2 separate regions of the Columba livia genome follow, and region 2 is linked to region 1. A link is a contact called in public Hi-C data. All regions are on one chromosome and are shown on one strand. Each heading gives the region's core, a stretch centred on a gene start, on an enhancer-like site or on the middle of the called end of the contact. The rest is flanking DNA. Distances are from core to core; before and after follow the strand shown.

What was found. A called contact is a pair of places that touch in the nucleus more often than the background predicts.
Region 2: a Hi-C map of crop shows a contact between it and region 1, with 6 times the contacts expected there. The contact joins the promoter of TSC22D3 here to the enhancer-like site in region 1. A contact is called at or near these places in 2 of 2 Hi-C or Micro-C datasets (crop and liver).

The regions. Positions count from the first base shown.
Region 1 is chr12:20,842,418-20,848,328 of bColLiv1.pat.W.v2, reverse strand. No RefSeq gene overlaps it. Among named protein-coding and RNA genes, the nearest start is that of FAAH2, 13 kb to the right of the region's middle. Within about 2 kb of position 3,293, at least 1 of the 3 cell types and tissues checked has an H3K27ac peak away from gene starts, as active enhancers do.
Region 2 is chr12:20,904,157-20,910,067 of bColLiv1.pat.W.v2, reverse strand. It overlaps TSC22D3 (TSC22 domain family member 3), which reads left to right and starts at 2,975. Exons shown (of 3, transcript XM_013367574.3): 1 at 2,975-3,424. The coding sequence starts at 3,102.

The DNA.
Region 1 (5,911 bases), core at 2,044-4,543:
GAAAGAAGTGGAGCATCCTGCATCCCCAGCATCCTGTCCACAACAGGAGACTTGTGATGCCCCCATGTCTCCTGTCTCCACGCACTGCCTGACATCTGGCTTGGCTCCTTTGCCTGTTGATGGAGGAGGAACTCAAGCCCTTTCCCAGGCAGGTCTGTGCTGGAGCAATGAGTCTCTGATGAAACCTCCGGCCCCGACCATGCAGATCTACAGCGCCTGCGGGGCCATCACTGCACCCCAGAAGCACAAGGTCACCCTGCAGCCTGCTGAAAGGGAGTGCATCCCCACCCCTGTACCTGAGAGAAAGCCCAAATGCCTCCATGGTACAGCTTAATGTAGCGACAAATACCAATCACCCACACACATCGATCACCCAAGGGTTAATTAATTCCCTGTGCAGCACTTGCAACAAACCAAGCGGTGCTGATGGAGCCAAGCGACAAACACAAAGGCTTTGCATCAGGGTCCAAACTACTTTTCCAAGGGAATGTCCAGGACTTCTGTCACTAAGGTCCCTTTAAAGCAAGCTGGCCAAAGCACTGGGAAGTGTCCCAAAAACAGCCTGGGGGACCCAGAGAGGAGGGCCCCATGCTGCTCAAGGGCTTGCTGGGAGCATGGGGCACCCCAGCCATCCTGGGTACATGTGCATCCTCATGCTGGTGGCTTTCCACAGGAGGGTGTGGGGCAGACAGCCTTTGGAAAGGGTCATGTTGTGCCAGAGATCAGCTGCTGATGTACAAATGTTGCCCCAAATACCTGGATTTTCCTGCTGCCCAGGCAGCTGTGGATGCCACGCTTGCTCGTGGCTGTTGGCAGGGATGCACAGGGTTTCCAAACGCATGTTGCACTCCTTCGTCAGCACAGCCCTGGCCTCTTGGGGACACTTCGTGGAAAGCCATGTGTGATGTCAGGGTTTGAACACCCCTGCCTCGCAGGTGCCGGGGCTGTGGGGTGCAGCGCATGCCAAGCTGTGCCAGAGCAGAGGACACGTGTGGCACCGTGCACGGGCGCGCTGGCCAGCTCTGCTCCGCCTGGCATGACCCTCCACAGGACCAGACCAGCCCCTGGGGAAGCTTCAGCATCCATTTATCGAGAGCTTTGTCTGCATCTGCTGAGGACACAGCAGGATCGCAGGGCAGAAGAAATGAGCTGCAGCTCCAGGGCACTAGCTGGTCAAATTAAATTGAGTTTTAGCGTAATTACCATGCATCAGCCAGCACATGATGGAAAACACCCTTTTCATACTACAAACCTGCTTGTCTTTGAGATGTTTCCATTATGCCAGAAGACACATCGGTGCAGAGCTGGCCCAGGCAGCCTGGAGGGCCCAGGAAAGGTCACCAAGTGGCCCCAGGACACATGCAAACAGGACCAGCATCGCTGAAAAGCAAGTCCTTGGGACAGGGACCGTACCGGCGCAGGGCTCACCCCAACTTGTCCCATGTGCTTGGAAAGGGAAGGCTGATGAGCAGTTCATCACCAGGATACAAGAACGGCTCCACGGTGAGATCAGGGTGGCTGGGTCACCCTGGGAATGGTAGCACCCCAGCCCAGCCCTGCCACCATGTCCCAGGCAACCCAACCACCCCTCACCTTGACTTGTGCTCAGGACAGCCCTTGCACACCAGGGTTAATAGGGCCAGACAATGGCAGACAGGATGACGGCAAAGAGGTCTTTGCCTTGCTGGGGACAGTCCCCCAGCGTGGTCAGACGTGCCTGCTGGAGGAGTGGAAAATTCCTCTCACTGTGCGGGCACTCCCTGCAACCCCAGCACATCAGCTGTTGTCTCACAGGACCTGGCATGCCCCAGAGTGTTTATCAACACTGTTTCGCAAGGGCCATGGCACACGGTTTGGCAGGGGCATGCAAGCTGCTTGGGCAATCGGCTCTTGGGAAACAGTCCTGCAGCCTGGCCTGGGCAGTGAGTCACGGCTGGGTGTCCGGTGTGGGGCTGTCATTGAGGTGGCCATTGGCACCTGATGGCCATCCAGCATTTTCTCCTCCTGAACTCAAGGTACCGAGCTCCGAGCTTCGCTGCTGGCCCTCTCTCAGCTGCCCAGAGCCCTTCTCGGCGCTCCTCGCAGGCTGGCTCGTACACAGGGCTGGTCCTTCTTGCTGGGTACCCGTCACACAACTACCAGCCAGAAGACTAAGAGTTTAGCACCAGTCCCACCAGTTTCTTCAAACCTCCCTGCCTGCCCATTTCTAGCGTTGTTATCAGGCTGTTAAACTCTGCACACTGGGATGCTCCATCTCATGCAACTCAGCACACCCTTCACACGGGCACAAGAATGGGACAGTGCCAGTCTCCAAGGCGCTGTTCCACTCTTGGGTCCACAAAGCAGATCCCAGCTCCAGTATCCATTCCTGAGTCACATCTGCATCCAGAGCTCCCCATAGACCTCCAAAAACATCTCTTTGGCTTTGGTTTCGCTTGGCAGGGTTGTAAATGAACCCAGTATGCTGGTCCTCCTTGCTCAAAACATGCTGCCCTTCTCCATAGGGGAAATGGCTTGGGGGGAGTTATCCCACTCCCTCTGAGCAGTTTGGAGGAATCAGCAGGTGCAACACCATAAACATGATGACAGCACATCTGGCTGAGGGCTGCGTGCAGGCATGGCCTGGGCAGCAGCATGCTGCTCACGAGCTGACGCAGGCCAGCGGGGCCAGCCTGTCCCCAGTTAACTTCAGACGTGCAGAACTGGCACAAACAGTCCCCTCGGGTAGGGAAGGAAACGGGCACATCCCGGACAACGCTGGCTGGGCAGGACAGGGGACACGGAGCTACAAGCAGGCCAGCCCTGGAAACCAGTGTTAGCCCTGCCATTGCCCTGGCTGGTGCTGGAGGTGGCCCACCCTACCTCATGGTCTTGTGCATGGTCGTGATCAGCGGGTTGTCACCAGGAGGGTATTGAGAAGGCACAGTGTCAGCAATGGTGTTCTGACTGCTGGAGACGCCCTGGGGCCCAGGAAATTTCTTAACTGTTCCTGAAATCTTGAGATGCACCCTGAAGCCCTGCTCAAGTGGGAAAGGGGTAGCTGGTTCATGGGGTGGGTGGCAATCCCCCCAGGGGAAAGAAACAAAGCATGTGTCAGCCCCTCAAAGGGGCCGCAGCTCCCCTGGGCAGCTGGGCAGCAGCCTTCCCCAACAGCCTCCTTCGTAGTGGAGCTGGGGGTGCAGGGACCAAGGGGGGAAGTTCACAGAGAGGGGACCATCCGGAGAAGACAGGCAGGCTCCTAAAGTTAGCGTCACGCAGACCCTTCCCCAAACCTCCTGTCAGCCGGCGCAGCTGGAGCCGCGGCAGAGAGCAGCCTTCACGCACGCCAGCCAAGACGTTCGTCGGAGCAGAGGCATGCATAAACATTTTGTTTGATCAAGGACTCTGGGTGAACACAGTGTACTCTGGCTCCGTGCAGCGGGAACAGCTGCAGCCCTGCGGGGCAGGGGCCAGCGACGCTCAATAGAGGTGGCAGAGCGACCTCCTGTGGCACTGTCCCGGCTCCGGGGTGCTCAGCACCGTCACTGAGATGGCAGCAAGCCGAAAGCACCCGCCTGCCCCGTCCCACAGCTGTGCTCCAGAGGAAAGCTATCGCCCCGCTGCCGGCGGCTCTGCCTGCATCAGGAGGGCAGTGGCGGTGGTAACGCCATGCAGGACTTGGTTTGGCCCAGCCCTCGTGCGGGCGCGCTGGGCTGGGCATTGGGCTGGGAGAGCTTTGTCTGCAAACCCCACGGCTGCTCTGCCAGTCTGTCTGTGGTTGTGGCCCCATAGAAGCGTTTTACCCAGACCTCTGCCGCACCAGCTCAGCCCCAGGGGAGCATCCCCACAAAGACGACTCCCACCACGGTCACCACCGCCCTGCCCCATAGCAACAGCGTGCCCCACAGCTGGGCAGACCTGTACCATCCCGAGCCTCAGCTGCATTGTGAGGGCGGCACCAGCTGTGCCTGGCAGCTGGGACCCCACTGCTCTGGCCTGGTGGGTTGTTACGGGGTTTTCCTGCAGTGTCCACACATCTGGTGGACCTGTCGCGGTACACTGGAGTAGCAAGCTGGATAGCCCGGCAGCCTGGTAGCTAGCAAGAGTTCACCGCAGGAGAAGACAAGGACTTGGGAAGCCAAGGGGGAATGCCTCTTTCTGAGAGCTGTTAGCAGCAGTTAAAAAACAATGCAGTGAATAAATCAAATATTGACTTGTCTCAGTGGTGGCTCGCTCCAGTTTTTACTTCCGAGAGGGAAAGCAGCGCAGTGCGTGCCACCGTGCCCGGCTGCTGCTCGGCTCCTGGGCGCAGCTCCCGGCGAGCGCTGTTGGGAGCCATAACCGAGCCAGCAGACACGGCCCCCCCTTCTGCAGCAGCCCCTGAAGGGAGACAAAGCTGAAACAGCCCCTGAACCTTCAGACAGGCTTTCTGGGGAAAAACAGCCACTCTTTGTATCTCTAACTGGAACTAGAAATGGTGTCCCTGTGCCCACAGCTCCAGCAGGGCTGGGGCTTCCCTCCCCACACTGACGGCAGGGCCACCACTAACAGGGGGCTGCACTGTCCCCACCGGGACCTGACAGCGGTTCAGTGACAGCCAGGATGGCCAAAGCACTCCAGCATCACCATAAAGCGCAAGGTGTTGATGGCAAAACTTCTCCACCTCGTGGGGATTGCAGGGCAAGCACAGGCACCTGCTCACACCTGCAGCACTCACAAAGGTGAACAGCTTCCCAAATGGTCACAGAGAGCAAATGGACCACAAGGTGTCCCTGAGGGCTGTCCCATGCTGGAGCTCATTTATGTGTGCTCCTGCACAGATCAAGTCCATGTGAACAGGTGAAGTCCATCCGGGTGGCCTTTTCGTGTGAGGTGAGGAGAGGATGCTCCAGCAACTGCCTCTGCAGAGCAGCACCCTGTGCCCACCACAGGGCACCAAAACCAGCCTCCAACAAGCATGTCAGTGATGGGGTCCCTGCAGACACTACTATGTTCCCAGACAGGCAGCAGAGGATCCCCTCAGGGCCCTCCTGCCCCTCTAGCAATGGGGTGCTCAGGCCCCCAGAGCCACATTGGGACTTAGCTTTGACACACCCCCAACTCCCTGTGGGCTGCTGGAGGAACAAGGGTGATGGCCATGGCATCTCTACCCTGCTCCCCAGCTGTCCCCAAAACTGGTCATGCAGGGAGGAGGCTCAGCAGTGGGAGGTGGATGGCTGTGGAGCCACCCTGCCCCTGCCACTTAACCCATAAACAATAACCAAGTCCAGAACCAAGAACACCTAAAGCCAGACCTCTGTGTTGAGCTCCGGCCCCGCTCCCTGACCATCGCAGAGCACAGGGAGGGAGGAGATGGCTCTGCCGCTGCCTGCCAGGAAGCTGCAGCTCCTGGCACACAGGGACCCCGACGCCTCCTCAGTGGCTCCTGGATCAGCCAGGACAAAAGGGACAAGCTGGACTGCAGAGCTCACCCAGCCTGGCCCGCATCCCTGCTGGCCCCACCAGACAGGAAATGCAACCGCTTCAGACCCAGCTGGGCTCCCCTGATCTGGTTGAAGAGCTTGAGCCAGCATTTCATTGACCAATATTGGCCAGTTTGCAGGGAAGCACAGTCCCAGATCTAGCAGTATCCCCCCCAGCATGGCAGAGATGATGACATGAAAGAACATGAATTAAACTGCTGATGGCAAAGCAAACATCTGCCTCTGCCTTAATTCTAAAGCCACAGCCAATGCTTGAGGGAGCAGCTCGAGGAAGGGAACCAGCACAGAAAACCCAGCGGGAAGTGAGCTGGCATTTCTCCAGCAAGGCCGGACTGACCCTGGCACCTTGCGCCACCAGGCAGCAAACCCTGACCGCAGCAGGTGCTCCAGGCTGGGACATGGGTCCCCAGGTGACTTGCTACAGCCACGCTGCTGACCACAGCGTTGAC
Region 2 (5,911 bases), core at 1,726-4,225, 62 kb before region 1:
AGTCTGCACCAGCCCTGAATGAGTCCTCATCCCCCAGCTTATTGGCCTGTGCCAGCTGTGACCGAGAGCCAGCAGTGCCTCTGCCTGTGTGCGGGGCGCAGGCTGCCTCGCTTGGTGCAGGGAGCAGCTGGATGCCCTTGAGAAAAGTGGGTGTGTGGAGCCGCAGGCAGCAATCAGCACTGTCCCAGTCCTGAGAACAGCAGGACCCAAAAAGGCCAGAGCTAAACATAGGAAACCTACTTTTCAGCTGTCGCCTCCGACAGCGGGGCTGTCTGCCTGCTTCTGGCTGATCGCCTCCTCCCAGCACGTGGCTCCAGGATCTGGGGCTTTAGGGAGCACACCGTGGCTTGCAAGGCTCACAGGCAAGAATGTTGCAGCCCATGACACTGCCAGCTGTGGATGAGGAGCAAGGAGCTGATGGCTGAGAAGTAGCAGGGCTGGTGTGGGGCAGCATGGCAAGTGTGCTGGCCTTGGGGCTGCCCCGAGTGGCGGCTCCCAGGGCTGCTGGAGGTGCCACGGGCCAGCAGCCACAGCCAAAGGGCAGAAGGAGCCTGCAGGAGTCGGCAACCTGCACCCCAGCCTCCTGCCAGGAGGAAGACGGTGATGTGACCTGCTGAAAATAGCAGCAGCCCCGAAACTCTGCAGGACACGCTGTCTGGGCGGCAGCCACGGGAAAAAGCCGCGGCCGCGGGCCAGCGCCGGGAGCTCCGTGCGGAGCCGGGCAGGGCCCCCCCGGGACAGGCAGGACACACGGCCTCGGTCCCGGCGGAGGGGCAGAGCCGGAGGGGCTGGCGGGGGTGCCAGGCAGGGCGGCGTGTCCTACCCGCTGTGCCCACGGGATGGCAGCAGCCTCCCGTGACTCCCGCTGGGTGCCCACCCCACACCCCGCCCCGAGACCCGCTGGAGGGCACAGCTCTGCCCGGGCCGCGGCCCCGCGGCTGGGGGGCACTGGGCCGACCCCCGTCCCCAGCTTACGGGGGATGGAAGGGAAGAAACCTCAGCGCCCTCTTGCTTCCGTGGGCCTTGGCAGCAGTGGGGTCACCCAGGGACACCCCGCCAGCCCGGTTGTCAGGCTGTGCTGGTGCTGCGCGCACACCCGGTGCAGGGCAGATCGGCAAGACCCGGATCCCCCTCCCTCCCGTGGGGCTCAGCCCCTCGGCGACCACTGGAAGGAGTGAGGAAGCACCTCAAAGGAGTCCTCAGCATCCACCAGTGCCATGGAGAGAGGGAATAACTCTGTGGCAGGTTGTGGGTTATCTGTCCTTCAGGAATTCGCTTGATTTGCAGGGCTGCTGGTCACCCCCACCCACCCCTGGGCCCCCTGCTAGTGCCACCTTCACTGGCGGGGCAAAATCCAGACCCATCTCCGGGACTGATGGATTGGCATGAAATGAAAAGTGCTGCCCAGAGTTCTCCTTGGCCACTTTTAGAGCTGTTTATCTGAGGCAGACAGTGTCTTGTGCCTTCCTGGTTTACTAATGGACTGGAAAGTACTTCATTCTCATGTGATGTGAATGCATCTTCCTCTTTCTTGCCAAATAGGGAACAGAAATGTTTATTGGGGACTTCAGCCTTTTCTTCAGCAGTATTAGCTGCCTTATTAACGTTTCATGCGAGCGCTGCTCTGCTGCCAGGATCCCTACTGTCCTGGTGCTTTTTGTGGTTTTGCCCTGCTGGATTTTGACCTGGTTTATCTCTTATCAATTCTGTGGACTTCAGATCCGCTGCTGTCCTCCGATTGCTGCTTTCTGCCGCTCCTTTTATCAATCCATTCGCAATTCTTCCATACAGACTTCCTCCCGCTGCCTCCAGTTCCCCTCCTACCCATGGTGGGCTTTTAAAAGCCTGTACGCTCCTTCCCTCGGGCAGCTCATCTGCCTTCAGATCCTTGGCCAACCCTTCTCAGCAGCTCCCAGCTGCTTTGTCCAGATGTTTTCCTCCCTGAAAGGGTGAGGGTTCTCCCAGCTGGCTTGGAGGATTCACTGATTGACAATGATGGCAGCTCAGCCCCACTTCCACCACACACATCATCCACTCTCTCTTATTTTGTTCCTGTGTGTCCTCCTAAGCTGGGACCTCAGTGGCCTGCCATTCCTCATCCCCGGTGTCACAGCCCCACATCTCTGACAGTTTTGCCCTGTGTCCCAGCACCATCAGGACAGCACAGTGTGTCCCAACTGCTCTTTGCCAGCCCACAGAGATCAGTGCAGCTCACTGATAGGAGAGATGCTCCCACGGGGGTGCAGGAGTGCCGACAAAGTCACTTTTTTCCCCCCTGCAGAAATTTCCATTTCCCCTTGCATACTCCAGAGCCCCCAGCACCCTGCAAGCAAATCAAAACTTCTCCGCACATCCTTGGCCACCCTGGCTTTTTACGCACATGTTCCACCTGTGCCTTTTTTCATCTCTGAGTTAAGCGGCTCCCAGTCACAGCGGTGACGCTGCGTCACTCTGGAATTTTCTGCCATCCTGGGCTCTTTTCTTCCCCTTTTCCCTCTTTTCTGCCTCTGCTCCGGAGCCACGTGGGCTTTTGCGTGCCCATGCCGAAGCCTCAGGGGCTGATGCTGCGGCCACCCTCCAGCCTCCCTGAGCCCCTCTGCTCCCTCCCCAGGAGGCACAGAGTGGAGCGGGGGTCCCGGTCAGGGGAGGGGGCACCGTGGCCGCTTGCTACCCCCTTGCCACCCTCTCCCGGGCCACCCCTTGTCGCCAGGTCGGGGGGGCGCGCACCCCGCAGAGGGCCCGTGGCTGGCCCAGGGCTGCCGAGGGCAGGGAGGGGGCAGGAAGCACCGCGGGGACCCACGCGTGGGCTGTGCCGGGCTGCCGGGGGCAGGACGGGCGAGGGGGCGGGTGCCCGCCGGGGGCCGGCGGCGGCGGGGCGGGGTGCGGCGGCGGGCGGCCCGTGCGCCCGGAGCCGCCGTTACCAATCAGCGCGGCGGAGCCGGGGCGGGCGGCGGAGCCGGGGCGGGCGGGGCGGGCGCGCAGCCGGGGGGGCGGGCGGGCGCGGCGCTCGGCACCGGGCGCGTCCTGCCGCCGCTCGCCCTCCGCGGCCCGGGAGTGGCCCCGGTTGCGCCGCCGTGGCCGCGCGCGGGGGGGATCCCGGGATGTCCTCGTCGCCCGTGGAGGAGTGCCGGTCGCCCGTGGGGCTGGACTGCTGCAGCTGCTGCCTGGACTTGGCCAACCGGAGCGGGCTGGAGGAGGGGGCCGGGGGAGAGAACAACAACCTGGGCAGCCCCACCGTCAGCAGCTTCCGGCAGCTGCAGGAGCAGCTGGTCCGCAAGAACCTCAACACCGACAAGCTGAGCTCCATCATGCGCCAGGACTCGCTGGAGCCCGTCGTGCGGGACCCCTGCTACCTCTTCAACGAGGGCATCTGCAACAGGAACATCGACCAGACCCTCCTCTCCATCCTCCTGCTCTTCCACAGGTGGGTGTCACCAACGGATGCCAAGGGGCTGCCCGTGTGCTGGATGCCCCTGGAGGTGGAGCCAGGCTGGCTGTGTGCTCGGGAGCTGGCAGGATGGGGGGTGAGATGTGTGGCCTGCAGCCCCCCAGGCTGGCAGGGGGAGGGGGACCTGTGTGACCCAGAGGCTGTGTACGGTGGCAGTGTTGGGGGATTCTAGGTGGGGAGGAGCATGAGTGGCTGCGTGTGGCAGGGACCCGAATCCACTCGCCATGGGTGGTGCCAACCCAGTCTGTGGGAGCAGGTCCAGGTGGATCGGACCTGTGGTGGCTGGCGGTGCCCCTCTGTTGGTGCCCTGTGTCTGTCCTGGCAGTGACAACAGCCTCCACTTGTGTGTCTTGGCCCCTGGACTCTGTGTTCATCTCCCTGGCTACATCTTACCCACACAGACACTGCCTGCAGGGGCATGGACAGTGTCCAGCGTCAAACAGGCATCATCATGTTAGTCCTGCATGGAGAGGGGCAGCTTGTTACTTGGGAAGCAGCTGTGCTGCCTCAGAAGCCACCTTCAGAGTTAGTGAGAAACTGGGTAGGGAGCCTGAGAGTCCTGCTGCTGGGTCTTGCTCTTTCAGCAGCTTCCCTGTCTCTGCCTGGAGTAAATTCAGTGGAGACAAATTTGGCCTGGGTGGTATTTCCCATCCCTGGAAAGTGACTCTGCCCTTGCCCAGCTGCTCCCTCTCGGCTCAGAGCAGGCTGCTCTGGATGGGGTTGCCTGCACCCAAGCAGTGGGATGTGCTCATAGCTGGTCCCATTCACTTGCCAGAGGGCTGGGCTATACCCGTCCGAGGCTGGGGAGGGCTGGAGTGTGGGGAGCCGCCCTGCTCCCCTGCTCCGGAATTGCAAGCAGAGGAGGCTGAACGAGGGGTCCGTGAGGCTGCCACCCTCCAGGGTCCCCAGTCCTGATGAGGGGGACCCCAGGGGCAGGGAGGGGACAGAGCTGTCTCAGGTCCTGCACTGGCACCTCCAGCTCTGCGATGAGGCTGGACCTGGTGCACAGCACCCTGGAGGGCTGGAGACAACAGGGAGCAGCCTGTGCTGTGAGCTGGCAGGCTCAGGGCTCTCCAGCTTGGCTTTGACAAAGCTTAACTGAACCAGGGGATGCTGCAGGGTGGTAGCCCCCAGTGCTGCCTGTGGCTTCAGCAGATGGGACGCATTCCCCCTCCCAGGGCCGAGGGGACATGTGGCCCATCGGTGCATATGGAGGGCATCTGCGTGACTGGCAATGCAGGCAGCAGCTCTGGGGCTCATTCCTCAGCTGTGGGTGGGGTAGCGTGCAGGTGGGGCGCGTGGCAGCACCCACACTTTTGCAGACACCTCACCGCCCCCTCCCCTTTCTGCATGCACAGGCACCTGTAGGCGTGCTCCTGGGCCGTGCATGGGTGTGCAAGACACCCTTAGTGCCCTGCACCCAGCGCAGGGATGTGGGTGGGCTCACACGTGGCTGCCCCATGCATGCCAGCCACCATGCGTGCATGCCTCCTCGCCCCAGCCAGCGTCTCACACTAAGCGGGCTGCTCCTTCGGAGCCGTCCTCAGCGGAGACACTCTTTCTGCGCTTACATAATGCTGAGCTGCCGCTCAGGTGGGAAAGGAGGAGCCGGGACGCCTGCCAAGGCACCCAGCACCCGGCCTGGGCTCCCAGACGCACAGTGAGCAGTGAACCCACCCAGCCAGGAGGGAAATGGGAGCGAGAGATTTCCCTTCACTCCGGGAGGCTACAGCCACTTGGCACCATGGGCAGAGAGGGGAGGCGAGACACTGTCCCCAGTGCGAGCTGCTGGGGCTGGGTATGGGAGCCAAGCATCTGGGCTGCTTGCCCAAGGAAGGCGATGACAGTGCCCGTGGGTGAGAGGTGATGTGGGCATACCTCACTGCTTTCAAACACGTCCCTGCTGGGGCAGGACCCACGGTGCTCCTGGGGAGCATCAGTCTGCTCTGCTGAGGCAGGGAGCAAGGGTAAGTGCCAGGGGACTGGGGTTTCTCCCCATCTATGCCCTGCAGTGCCCAAGCCTGTCTTTCATGCCCTTGTGTGTGTTGTGGCTGGGGCTGCGGGCTCTCCTGTTTACAACAGGCTGTGCCACAGCATGGTGCGTGGCGTCCCACCATCACACCTGCTCCCAGGCACCCTGCTGCCAGCCTGGTATGGAGACTGCTTGGGTGATCCCACTTCGCCCCTGGGTGGCACAACATGGGGGAGCTGTGGGCATGGCCCCAGGCACTGGAGGCAGGTGTGTCTACACCTGTATCTGCTGTTGTTTTGCTCCACTCTGAACTTTCTCCTCCTGGGGACTGAGCCAAGATACCCAAAAGGTGATAGCATACACAGCAGCAGATTGTGGGTGCCAGAGGAACACCCCGATAACAGGCCTGATAAGGGCACCCTTGCTACTGGCACTGGGGAGCCCGAGCAGGTTTGTGCCTCTTAGCTGATGTGCTGGCACGGGAGGAAGGG